2 separate regions of the Zea mays genome follow, and region 1 is linked to region 2. A link is a contact called in public Hi-C data. All regions are on one chromosome and are shown on one strand. The core of a region is the stretch at or near the end of the contact, and the rest is flanking DNA. Distances in the headings are between cores, read along the strand shown. Region 1 holds the start of LOC103643463. Region 2 holds the start of LOC100283898.

Region 1 (6,865 bases), core at 3,590-6,089, 180 kb after region 2:
GCGACGGCATCACCAAGAAGCTGCGCATCGAGGCCAAGGTTTCCGTCTCGGCGTGTGGCGCGCTCATGACGCCGCCTCTGCTCCGCAACAGCGGGCTCCAGAACAGCCACGTCGGCCGCAACCTTCACCTGCACCCGGTGTCTATGGCGTGGGGCTACTTTCCGGACAGCACGCCGGAGGCAGAGCTCAGTGGCAAGTGCTACGAGGGTGGCATCATCACGACCATGCGTCGCGTCACCGCGCGCACCATCATCCAGACGCCGGCGCTGGGGCCAGGATGCTGGGCTTCGCTGGTCCCCTGGGAGTCGGGCCGCGACATGAAGGAGCGCATGCTCCGCTACGCGCGCACCGCGCACGCCTTCGCCCTGGTCCGTGACCGCGGCGCGGGGCACGTCGACGGCGAGGGCCGCGTGCGCTACACCCCGAGCCGGGAGGACGTGGACGAGCTCCGCAACGGGCTGCGCCAGACGCTGCGCATCCTGGTGGCCGCCGGAGCGGCCGAGGTCGGCACCCACCGCAGCGACGGGCTCCGGCTGCGGTGCGACGGCCTCCGCGACGAGGACCTGGAGGCGTTCCTGAAGCAGGTGACCGTAGAGAAAGGTCCCATGGTCCCGGGGCATGACAAGTGGGCGCTCCATTGCTCGGCGCACCAGATGGGCAGCTGCCGGATGGGGTCCAGCCCGAAACACGGCGCCGTGGACGGCCGCGGCGAGAGCTGGGAGGCGGAGGGGCTGTACGTGTGCGATGGCAGCCTGCTGCCCACGGCGGTGGGCGTCAACCCCATGATCACCATACAGTCCACCGCGTACTGCGTCTCCAAGGGCATCGCGGAGTCTCTGGCGCGTGACAATAAATAGTAGCCTGGTTTGAGACCGTCGGATCGTGCTCGCGCGCAAATGGTTGTTGCCCCTGCCAGTGGCTGTGTGTGTGCATGTTGGATGTGTCTTCATCCTTGTAATTTGTTGCATAAAAAGCCCATCGGCTCGTATTTTCATACATCATTTTTTAACGCTTTTCCTATATACTTAGTTGAGGTCATTGAACTTAAAAATAATTTCAGAGGACAATATTGTACCATTAACTAGCCCAAGTATAGTTTATTATTTGTTTTTTGTTATAATATATCAAGTTGTTGTCTCTATCTGACCATAAAAACAATTATATATTGTTAATTATTTTTATACCATATAAACCATATTTTTGCCAGATTTATGATTTATTAAAATATAACTTTTCTTCTCGGTACTTAAAATTACAGAGTGTGCATAAGGAAGTTATAACTAAAACTATAATTACTCCCTTCACATATGGATATTGTTCACATAACCCTCTATTCCTTTGAGTTAGTTCAATTTACCCCTCCATTTCTTTGAGTTGGTTCAATTTATCCTTTAACAAAATTTATCTTTTTCATTTGTTTAAGTACAAACTAAGTTTTCAGTTCGAATTTTATTGATTAGTAGCTAATAGTATAAATTAGAAAAGAAAATATATTATAATTTTTATAATTATTTTGATAGTTTGATTCTCTTTATGTGTTTCTTTTTTCCCTCCTCTTTCTTAGTCCTACAGGCTGAGCTAGAGAAGCTTTGCCGCCGAGCGGGCCAAGTTGCAAAGTATGTCGGGGCTCGAGGTTCGTCCCTGGTGGAGCGCTTGGATGATATCTCGTGCAGTATTTAGGATATTATCGATTTTAGCGTTTAGGGGGTAGTTATAGCCTTGGTCGTCGAGGAGCTTCGTTCTAGTTGTGGGCTCCAGGACGTCGTCGATTTTCCTCTAGATGTCCCAGACGATGGACTAGAGGATGTGTTAGAGGGTTATGATGAGGCGGCTAGTCATGTCGTGGCCAGGCTGTCTGTAGATGATATCGTCCGCAAGGCTTGGTGACACCAATGTGCCACCAGCTGTTAATCCTCACAATGCTGATGCAGATGGCTAGGATGAGTGGCCATTGTACAGAGATATGTCTGAGGGCTCGTTCTGTCTTTCTATTTCACTTTCTCCCATGCACCCCATTCACAAGGACAGGGAGCGGTGGGTCATGCCATGCTTTCTTTGATGGGCTAGCAATGACACTCGGTGAGCTGTAATCAGGTGATTTGAGTGAGGCCCTGGTTCCTTTCACACGATCCAAGTTTGGGGTCTACAAGGAAAATGAACCACGGGCCATCTGGCTAAGTGATTTTGGTTTTTGATGATCAACACAACCTTGTGGACTAATGTTTTCCAAGTCTTTGTGTTTTGTAGTTCACAGGATGCGAAGAGGTTTGGACTAAGGCCTTGAGGATAAAACACCTCAAAAGAAGACATAAAAGATACTTAGAAGATCAATAAAAATCAAGCACAAGTTCAAGACTCAAAGCTAAAAAAGCCCAAGATAAAGATTGAAGAAAAAGAAGAAATGAACAGTCAGCCAACGCACTAGTGGCACATCGGACAGTCTGCGCAGAGAGTTCCGCAAACGGACTCTCGGGAGCTGGTGCACCGGACTGTCCAGTGCGTCCGACGACAGAAATAGTTAGCTTTCTGTCCAACGACTATATTTGAGGGGAGACTATTTATACCCCTCCAACCGGCACCTGAAAGTGTAGGAGTCTAAGCAACATACCAACACATGTTATAGACATTTCTAAGTGCGTAAACACCCAAGTGCTCAATAGAATCACTCGATAATTAGCGTATGTGCTTTCCGAAGTGCTTAGGTTAGTTAGACCGTTTATGTGATTGCTCTAGGTGAATCCTAGTTAGTTGAGTGAGTTAGAAAACCCCATACAACCCCTCGGCTCTTGCGTGTGTCGTTGTAATAAATATTGTACCGAGTGGGGCGAGACCTTGACAACCGCGTTTGTGTCACGACTACTACCATGTACCGGAGGGAACTAGGCCCATGGCATTTCGGCCGTAATCTCGACACTGGAGACAACGGGGAGCGTCCGAGAGGAGCCGAAAGTAGAGCACCACTTACGCATGGAGAATGCCCACGTCTCTCTATGGAGTTACTCGTCTGTGGTGCTTGGCCCTTATGTGGTCTACCCTTTGCGTAGAGGCACCAACAAGGATTAGTTGGGACCTTGCGTATCTCGGTAAAAATAATGGCGTCGTCCACAGGAGTTTACATCTCTAACATTGCTCTTTACCTTCAACATTTATATTAAGTACTTAAGTTTCTGTCTCTCCTTTCTAGTTAGAATTTAGGATTGAAGCTTAGATTGTAAAACTCCTTTTGCGGTAGAGATAGCAACACTTAAACAAAACCTAGTTATTTAGGTCAGCTGGTCCCCAATAACTTTCTAAATTTCTAAAAAAACATTGTTAATAAATGTAATTCTATAGTTTAGATTTAGTTAGTAATGATGATAACTCGATAAAATATTTGTTAACTTCGCTACCGATCGAATATGACTGGTCATACAATTTGCACCAATCGCCCCACTGCCTTTGCAATTACCATACCTAAACATGCAAGAACCACATGAAATTCGAACAGGTCTGAAATATTTTTGGTCCAGTTTGGTGAGCCACAATATTTCATGATTCCACTGGAAACTAAACTGTTCTTTGAATTCCTAATATCAAACACAAACAGAGCATCACTTGCCGACTAATATAGTTCATTTATTCCTAGTAACTAGTAGTAATACTCTGCCGGTTGCCGTGGCCGTGACGGGGCGGTTCTGCTCTGCAGACGGCCGCGACTACGGCACGGCTAGTGCCACTCCAGGCCGCCGAGCGTGACGGATCCCATACCCTCCCACATGTCGTCCGTCCAGCCGATCTCTTCCCCGTCCACGCCCTCCTTGTCGCCGTGCCACCACCCGCCTCCGCTCGCGTCTGCCACCGAAACAAACCACTGCGTCGATTGCTGTTTGCTCCAAGACTCACCGGCCGTTAAGAGTTCGGGAGAGGGGATCGATCTTACAGTGGTTGTACAGAGCGCGGCCGCCCTCACCCTCACCGCCGCGGGAGCGCCTCGCACGCCCTCGCGTAGTCGCCGACCGCGGCCTCGGATCGTCGCCGAGAACCACCACGCGTCTGGCCTTGGCCTCGCTCATGTACTCGTGGCCGCCTGAATAGACCGATATTGCCGTCATGGCGTCATCGTGTGAAAGGCTGACACGAGGGGAAGGTCTCGGAAGTCGGAAAAAATTTGAGCGAGATGCAAGAGGAGCATGGTTGGTTGGACGCACCAATGGGGCTCTTCCGCTTACTCCTGGGCCCGCGGCGGCTCTCCGCCCCGGTCTCTTCGACGTCCAGCCGGGCGTCGCCTGCACCGCCGAGTTCGAGGTCGCCGTCTTCCCCTGCCTGCACGCGGTCGCCTTCCGCTCTCGCCCGTGGGGCTGAACTGTGGAACCGCTTGAAGACCGCGGCGCTCAAAGCGCCGCCGCCCCCGTCCTTCCCCGTGGAGCCCACCGAGGAGAACGCGCTCGCCTTCTCCTTAATGGTCGTCTTGGTGACTCTGACAATCTCCCGTTTCGGCGGCTCCGGCGAACAGATCGGCGCCTCCATCACCGCCGCCGGCGGTGGTGACGGTACTCCATCGACAACCCTAACACACGAATAGGAGAATGCAAGGAACGGAGATTGAAGTGCTGGCCCGGAGGGGGCGAAAATTGGGATGGATGCGAATCAGACGGCATACCTGGGCTTGAAGAGAAAGGATTTGAGCGTGGTCTGCCCATTGGACGACCGCATCGCGCTCGGGTAATTCTTCCGGTGCTGCTGCCAATTCATCCTACCTCCCTCGTTTCCGTTCCCCACAAGCGCTTTTGGGATTTGGCTCGTATTTTTTTCACCACCCGTGCAGCCAGGGGACCGTAGTGTGCTCTCGTTTTGAAATTTCATATTTCCCGCCAAGGTCCTTCAAATTTCAGGCTCTCCCGCGCACACTAAGGTCCCGTGCACCTAAACCGGTCCCGAATTTTTTGTATTTTATCCCTTTCTCAAAAAAAAATTCACATTTAGACCTTAAAAGATTTTAATGTCATTTTTGAACCCTTTGCTCGGCGTCATAGCCTATGGCGCCGACGTAACACATCTCGGCGCCATAGGCTATGGCGCCGAGGTACGTGCTACGCTGGCACAACATGAACGACGTGGCGTCAACGTGGTACCGAGCTCGGCGCCAAGATCTATGGCGCCGAGCTCGGATGTGTAACAACAAAGTATGTCTAGCTCAGTCGGTAGAGTACAATGCTTTTAACCTTGAGGTTGTGGGTTCAAGCCCCATGGTGGACGTTCAATATTTTTTTTGTCTTTGTCACTAATTTTTTTTTGTTGTCTATATTTTTCGTTTATGTCGCTGATTTGTCCGCCAGATTTATTTATTCATCTAGATATTTTTTGTTTTTGTTTTTGTTTATTCAAACTCCGTGACGCAAGTACCATGCACATAAGTAACCCACCTTATGGAAGTCGGAGTACTTTATAAAATCATCAAGTCACTGTTTATTTATACCTAGTATATTTATATTTTGGACTCTAAAACTCCAATAATCTAATGTATTCGAAATTATACTTTTTAATATTAATTAAAATTTATCATAGCTAAACCGGTAGCCGCTAACCAGTGCAAGTATATTTATACTGGGAATATGTGTGCTTCTTTTTACTGAGAATATGTTATTATGTTTTTAGAATTTATGTTCAAAAGAACTCAATGAAAATATAATATTTTTATGTGGTCATGATTGAAATAAGAGTGTTCTCATTTGATTTTTATTGTGGTTAGCTGAACAAACAAGGGGGAAAGTTGACGGCTTGCGGCCAATGTGGCACACAGCCGCTGTGCTCGCTGGATAAACAAAAAAATATGGACGGATAAACAAATCAGTCACAAAAACAAAAAATCTGGATAAGAAATAAATCTAGACGGACAAATCAGCGACATAAACGAAAAATCTGGACAACAAAAAAAATCAGTGACAAAGACAAAAAAAAAGTATTAAAACAAACTGAGCTAGACAAGTTTTGTGTACATTATAGAGCTCGGCGCCAAGATCTATGGCGCCGAGCTCGGTGCCACGTCAATGCCACGACGTCCGTTTGTGCCAGCGCAGCACGCACCTTGGCGCCATAGGTTATGGCGCTGAACTGTGTTACCTCGGCGCTATTGGCGATGGCGCCGAGCAGAGGGTCCAAAAATGACATTAAAATATTTTAAGATCCAAACGTGTATTTTTTTCTGGGAAAGGGCCAAAATATAAAAAATTCGGAAACCGGTCGGCTGAATCACCCTTCGTATCTGGAACTGGAACCCATCTCGACACTATTCTTGTAGACAAGGTATGCATTACTAAAATCATATACTACAAAACATCAATAACTCCAACAAGAAAGCACTAACATACATTTTGTCTAATTTTGATTCAGGAGCCTCCGGTACAGCCAGAGTATGAACAGCAGCTGCACCGCGGAGACAAGCAGGAGGATGACCAGGAGCGTTGGCCCGATTCTCCACAGCCTCCACTTGTTATTCGAGCCGCGCTTCCTGTGCCGATGGCGCCGCCGAGATGCCATCCTGCGCAAGTGCCGCATTGAGTCGACGAGCCGAGCGCGCAGGGTGTCCGTGTCGGTGTCGACCCACACCGCGGTGTACACCTTTGGCGCCTGCTGAGAATCGTCGGCCTTGGCGTCGATGGAGCATGGCGCGTCCTTGTCGATACGGCTATCGTTCAGCGTCTTGTTCATCGACAGTTTTTTTGCCATGGTGGCTTCTGCCTTTCTCATGGCTGCTTCCGTGATATCAATGGCGTGAGTTATAGGCTCCGCTGCCTTCAACAACAGGGATCGGTTGATGTTCGTGTCTGTTTCACCAGATGAACATTTCGCTGATTCACCAGCACATCTGCTGCTGGCTGTCTCCGTG
Region 2 (6,723 bases), core at 4,161-6,660:
AACAAGCTACAAAGTCCAAATTGGACAAGGATGAACTAGACTAACTGAACAAGGTACCAAACCAAACTGAAACTTGATGTCTTGATCACGGTACCTTCAGATGAGGTACTCATCTTCTTGCACTACCGGACTCACGTTCTTTGTCGAGTGTCTAAAACACTCGACAAATGCTATTTTACACTCAACAAAGCCTTTGTCGAGTGTTACACTCGGCAAACATTTTATTAGCAAAGAGTTTTTTGTCGAGTATTTTTTTCGGACACTCGGCTACTCGACAAATTAAGAATCGCAAACCCCCCCCCCCCAAATAGCAAAACAATTTTTTAATTATGGAAACAACTCTCCAACCACTACCCATTACCATACTCATCGCCCTATCATTTTTCACTATTAATTTGAATCAAATTTACATGTTTTGTGAATGCTGAGATTCGTCGCAACCTCTCTCTCACGCATATCCTCCTCTACCACTACACTACTACATCAATTAGGTCTATATTATGTTTTCATTCCTCGTGTACTATAACAAACCGAGAGTAATTTTATTATTTGAGGCACTAAATGAATTCATTTTAAAATGTGACCAACTATAAAATTGCATAACTTTTCAAGATCTACAAGTTCTATTTTGATAGTTTCTATATCCGAGACCGTTTACAAAATTTGAATTTCAAATTTGAAAACTCCACACGAATTTTTCAATGATAAGATGATTTCAAATAAAAAGATGTCAATTACAAAGTTTCATTACATTTCAAGACCTACAACTTTTATTTTGGTGATTTTTCCATCCGAGGTAGTTTAAAAAATTCAAATTTTAAAATTCAAACATAGTTTTGCATGACAAAATGATTTTAAACCAAAACATTGTCAACTACAAAGTTTCATAACTCTTCAATACCTACAATTTTCATGTTGGTTGTTTTTCCTTTCGAGATTGTTTTCAAAACTTAAATTTAAATTTTTTAAATTCAGACGTAGTTTTAATTGACAAGATGACTTAAAATAAAAAAAGTTATCAACTACAAAATTCTATAACTTGTTAAGATCAACCAAGTTTATTTTTGTTGTTTGGTCATTTGTTTATCTCACATGTTGATTTTAACAATATGTACAAATCTTATATATCTCTCTTGTAGTTTCATAAACTACGAGAGATATAGATTTTATGAACACATTTACTTTTATTTTGTAATATAAAGAAATGTTCAAAATATAAATTGTACATCATGATTAGTTATATAAATTTGTACTTGAAAAAACTTTTTCAATTAAATTAAATTACTGCTTTAAAATGTGATTTTTAAATTGTCTTTCCCTAGTGTTGAAAAAAATATTTGGCAAAGAGACTCTTTGTCGAGTGTTATATATTTGATATATAGAAAATCTTTGGCGAGTGTTTTCTTTTACCGAGGGTTTTTTGCTTGGCACTCGGTAAAAAACTTCTTTGCCGAGTGTCGAAAAAACCGAATTTCGATAGTGTTGTCTGCTTGAGTCGCTGGAGATGAGCCTGTTTGGTTCAGCTTTTTTCTGACTAGCTTTTCTGAAAATCTGGCTGTGGGGAGAATCTGGCTGTGAGGAGAATCTGAGTATCATTACGATTAGGTGTGGAGGAGGATAAAGTTGTTCATAGGGCTCAGGATCTAGAAAGTGACGGATTCCTACTATTACAACGACTTAACCGATTATATGTTTATGTCGATTTTGGATGGTTTTTGCCCCAACGAATTTTATAGAAGCTGGCTGAAAAGCTGAGCGTTTGGCAGTCCGCAGCAGCTTTTGGTGGCCAGAAACTGCCAGAAGCCAAAAACAAACAGGGTAATCACATCAGTTGGTCGGGGACTCAGGAGGAGGAGCAGCCGGAGATGAGCCTCGTCCACCAGGAAGAAGACAGATGTGGGAAATGAGACAGATAGATCAAAAGAAAACAGGAAAGTAAATATGGTTTTGGAAACGAGGCTCCACGCTGCCAATCAGTAATGAATACGGCGCCATTATGGAAATGAGGCGCCTCACGCCCAAAAAAAACACAGAGGCGACCTTTCGCATTCCAGATTTCAAGTCGCACAATGAACTAACGAGTAATCTCGATTACTAGACGATTAGTCGGACGTCTGGACGATTAGCCAACCTAATTGGGTCGGTGGTCCTGATCAGCACAGCTGACTGACCAGACTGATTTATCGCGATAAATCAGACCATTTGAAAACCATGATAAAAAACATTACTGAAAAGATCACTTCTACCAGAGGTTAGTGATGGAAATTACCTCTGGTTTTTCCTGAAAAACAGTTTTTTTTTGGTAAAGCTGAAGTCATTTCCTTGTATTAAAGTTTTAGAGCCAGAGCCGGTAAAGCTACTTACTGTTTATAGCTTCTTCTCCGTTGTACTAAAGTAGCTCTGGCTTTTAGATGCTTTTCGCATAAGCCGTTTTAAAAAAGATGTTTGGCAAAACTCTGGCTTTTTTAGACAAAAGCCGGAGCCGGAGCCCTATCAAACGGGCTTTTATACTAAAATCATATCTAAAACGGCTTTCTTTTAGAAACCGGAGTGTGTATATAAACACCAATGGTTGACGCAATGAACAATTATTACTTACACATCCCATTATTGTTCTCTTGCAGCTTCAAGTTCAAGTAGGACTACTTGGTACCCGTCTCTTCTCGCGGTGATAGGTGATAAAAGTAGGGTAATGGTGGAACCTTGTTGTACAAATCCTGTCTCAATTTGCGCATTTATCAAACTTTAGCTGTGCTTGGTTTTCGGATCATGCTGGGGTTTTCGGATCAATGGTTACTATGAGAAAAAGGGAGTGGGTAGAACTAGAACCATATAACAGAACTGTATTTTTACCACCAGTCACCAGACAGACACCGTTCTTGAGAGGTTACACAAGTACAGCCATCAGACAGGCAATGCATGCTTGAGAGGTTACGCAGGTGCAACCACCAGACAGGTAACAAAAGACCTTACCCAGTCAAGAGCCACAAACATCCACTAACTAACCACGACCGCAAAATGGCAAAAGCTATAGTTCTCTCTGAGGCTAAGCAACTTTTTAAGTTTTGCCCCATGGTCTAGCACCCAGAAGACCCAAGGCACCCCCTTTTGTTTCACTTCGTTACATGTGAATTCCGAAGGCGGACATCGACCGTGCAATTGTTCTCGATCTTGTGCTTCCGAAGAGTATCCCCAAGAGCCAGAACACGCCCCCTGTAGTGCAGGTAGTAAACACCTGTGTTGACCTTAAGCTTTTCTTCAATCACCTTCATGATTTCCTCTGCAGTGTCACAAGTCCTCATTGATAACACTAGATTCCTCCCCTCATATGTCTTGACGAAGAAGTTGACTTTATGATACAGAGCGACAATGTCGTTGTTCTTGATGCCTTGATTCTGCAGTGTTTCAATGTCTTTGAGTACTGTGTTAGCGCCACCAGGTTGAGTGTGCATGAGTATCTGTGTTCTTGCAGGTAAACCCTCCAAGGTGTCGATCATCAACTTGACATCAGCAACAGTATACCAGCTTTTGACATCCAGATTCAGAGTTTCTTCACCATCAACATCCACGGAGATATGCAGCCTGTCGGTGGGGCGGACCAAAACATGCAGGGTGTGGCCATTGCTCAAGCCACACTGACTCAACAACTTGTTGTCCTCAAGCTTTTGGCATCCATGCATCAGGATTTGTTCATCCAGAGGAATTCCCCCCATCTGTTCGATCATCGCCTTGACATCAGCAACACTCTGGGATTTCATCACATTGAGCTTGATGGTCTTCCAAACAGAGGGGATACTGACAGAGATCTGCATCCCATCAGTTACATAAAGGTCGACACAAGAGTTTGTCATGATGTTGTAATCAGCAAGTCTGTTGTCCTTCTCCAAATGACTTCCAGCAAAAAAGAGCTCTTGCTGGCTATTGTCAATCCCCTCTAAAGCACCAATCTTAGACTTAATCTGATCTATGGTATCAGTGGACTTCACGTCAAGCAGAACTGTTTTCATCATCCTAATATAAATCTGCAGAGAGGACAGCGGAACCAAAAAAAAATAATAAGTAATCTTCAATCTTTCATAAAAAATATAATGTGTCGAACTTTGCAGTAAAAGAACATCAAAGCAAGAATGCAGGTAGTTGTACAAAGCACAAGAAAATAATAAAAACTGATCCAGTAAACACCACACATAAACCTTAATCCCTTTTGGTATTACCTACTTTCCTTCACAACGTATAGCAATAGTTAGTATCCAACCAACTCGTACCACTATCCCTTTTTGATACTATAGCAATTAATGCTAAGAATGCTGATGAAATCTTAGTGCTAAATAACTTCCAAGAACTTGTAAAGGTTGATGCTAGTGCACAGGAGCAAGTGCACATTGTACAGCACCGACTGCAGTTACTTTGAGGAACCAGTTGCAGCGTCAGACGACCTGGTGTTCAGATGAAGCTCCCGACCACCATGTAACTGTAGTCCAGCTTATGAGCCCTTTAACTCAAGACTCACATAATCATCTATTTGTTTTCTGGTAATCTAAATTTCCACGGCTCTTGTTCAAAAAAGAATATCTAAATAAAACCCTGTTTTTTATATCAAAGCCTTGACTTTGTGTTTAGTCCTGGACAAAAAAACTCCCAAAACCTGGCAGCCAGATTAAGACCCCTCTAGATTATATAAGTTGGATTATAATAGAAGAGTAATATGTTAAAATATCATTTTGGTATCACAAATAAGCTGCTAGCTTATTTGTTGTACCAAAGTGATATTTTATCTTCCTACTCTTCTACTATAATCTAACTTATATAATTTAGAAGTAAAACAAACAGACCTAAGAGCAAAATCCTCACAAAAAAGGCTCAATATGCAAACGACGTCAAGAGCATTGACGCACAAAACCTGCTTCACCACTAGTACTCTGTTACAGAAAGTATCACGCCGCGACCAAAACCGTCTCGAAAACCGGGATAAACATGGATACCGCCCTACAAGGCTAAACTAAACCCAAAACCCTCGTCATGGTAGAAGCGATCGATCGGGCATGAAAACCGGGACCCCAATTCGGCCGCGAACACCACCCCGCACGCGCTCCCCTCGCATCCTCGAGAGGTGTCGACGTCCTCGGACCTCGGTCCTCCCACTCCTGGCCGCGACCCGCACTCCGACCCGCCGCGAACAGACGACCTAACGGTACGGTGAACCGAGGCCCAAGAGGAAGCGATGCGAACCTTGTAGTTGGGCTGCTGGCCCTGGCGGGAGTCCATGGCGTCCCGCTTCGTCCACCGCCGCCGAGTCGCCGCGCAAGCTCGTGTGGTGGCGTAATGGCAGTAGCACTGTAGCAGCAGCCAGCAGGTGGTGAGCAGGGGGAAAGCTTTCGCGTTTTTCCTTCTCCTTGCTTTTCACTACAAATGGCCTTTTCAGTTCCGCTCTCACTGCAAATGGCGTAGCGCCCGCTGGTGCCATGGATGGGCCATTCTAATTTGTTGCGTCTGGCTGGGCTTTGCACCCGAACCACCTGTCTGGGCGCCTGGCGCAAGACGCTTGCCAGGCCCAGCACTTGATGGGCCGAGATGGGATCCTATATGGCACACTCCACAAGATGGCGCGAGAGAATCTCAGTGAGGGATTGTGATATTGTTTGGAGGCAAATAGAATAGAAAATCTTAAATGAATTGATACTAAAGGAACATTTGAGAGCTGCTACTTTGAGGCTAATCATAAAGCTAAAAAGATAGGATTGTTCAAAAGACCTATGTTTTGCTTGACGAAAATCTAAGTCTAGACAAGAATGTTGGGACATTGTTGAAGGGTACTTTTATGAGAATGGTGAATGATTTTCTATTTAGGACGGGATAGGGTTCCGATAGATCTAGATGAAGTCCAGGATTGCTATGGGGAGTAGAGATTATCATATAGAACTTTCCATTTTAGCTACTGCTATTTTATGTGGTTTGTGGAATGTACGAAACAAAATAGGGATAGAGCATCACATTTTCGAAGAGTTCTAATGAAAACTTTCATAAAATCTTCACTTTTTTTACAGAGATGGCACTTTTTTGAGAGAGAGAGAGTGGGATGTCAGATTTTTGGATGATAAGTTGAAGACGATGAAATGGCGGCTTCAAGGGTTTTGGAGAAGGGCCGAAGACATGGATGTTGAAGATGTTCTGTAGGCTAGTTATTGGTAGTTGATTCTGGTTGTTGCTTCAGGTTCAGGCCTCTCTGGCGTCTTGTCTTCTGTTTCTTTGTTCGCTTGTTTCTGTCCCGCGGTCTGCTTTGTAAGATGGTTTATTTCACAGTAGATTAGTGGTTATATATGTGATGACTCTTTAATTTTAGCTTCTATAAAACCTGGTTCACTCCCGTCGTCAAAGAAGATCTCAGAGAGACGCAACAATCAGAAGGGAAACATTCTTCTTTGGGTTAAGTTCGCGACATGGTTGGTAGCCAATCACCATCGTCTCCCGCAACACACAGCCCAACCCCATGGATCCTTCCTCCCACACCCGTTGCAGTACCGTGGCACAGTTGGTTTATAGCGCATCAAATGGCTGGTGCGGACGCCGTGGTCCCAGCTCCCAGCCAACCAAAGGCGCCAATGGCTCCATCGCCGGCCGGCCCGCCGTGGCGCCGGATCCAGCGCCGAACCGAGCCATTGTACCTGCCTTGCTCTATAATAATTGTACTGTAGGCCCGTCCTTCCTCGGTAGCCTGTACGGCTG

Evidence for each region. A called contact is a pair of places that touch in the nucleus more often than the background predicts.
Region 1: a contact with region 2 is called in a Hi-C map of tassel, with 2.6 times the contacts expected there. The contact joins the promoter of LOC103643463 here to the promoter of LOC100283898 in region 2. A contact is called at or near these places in 6 of 25 Hi-C or Micro-C datasets (bundle sheath, ear, leaf and 3 more).

The regions. Positions count from the first base shown.
Region 1 is chr1:238,215,554-238,222,418 of Zm-B73-REFERENCE-NAM-5.0, forward strand. LOC103643463 reads right to left here and starts at 4,840. Exons shown (of 4, transcript NM_001363833.1): 1 at 4,640-4,840; 2 at 4,188-4,546; 3 at 3,920-4,066; 4 at 3,513-3,831. The coding sequence starts at 4,731. The coding sequence ends at 3,707. LOC103643462 (long-chain-alcohol oxidase FAO1) reads left to right here. Exons shown (of 3, transcript XM_008666661.3): 3 at 1-1,122. The coding sequence ends at 857. It overlaps LOC109943513, which reads right to left. Exons shown (of 1, transcript XM_020546764.3): 1 at 6,201-6,865. The coding sequence ends at 6,355.
Region 2 is chr1:238,037,328-238,044,050 of Zm-B73-REFERENCE-NAM-5.0, forward strand. LOC100283898 reads right to left here and starts at 5,411. Exons shown (of 2, transcript NM_001156796.2): 1 at 5,230-5,411; 2 at 2,781-4,022. The coding sequence starts at 5,265. The coding sequence ends at 3,114.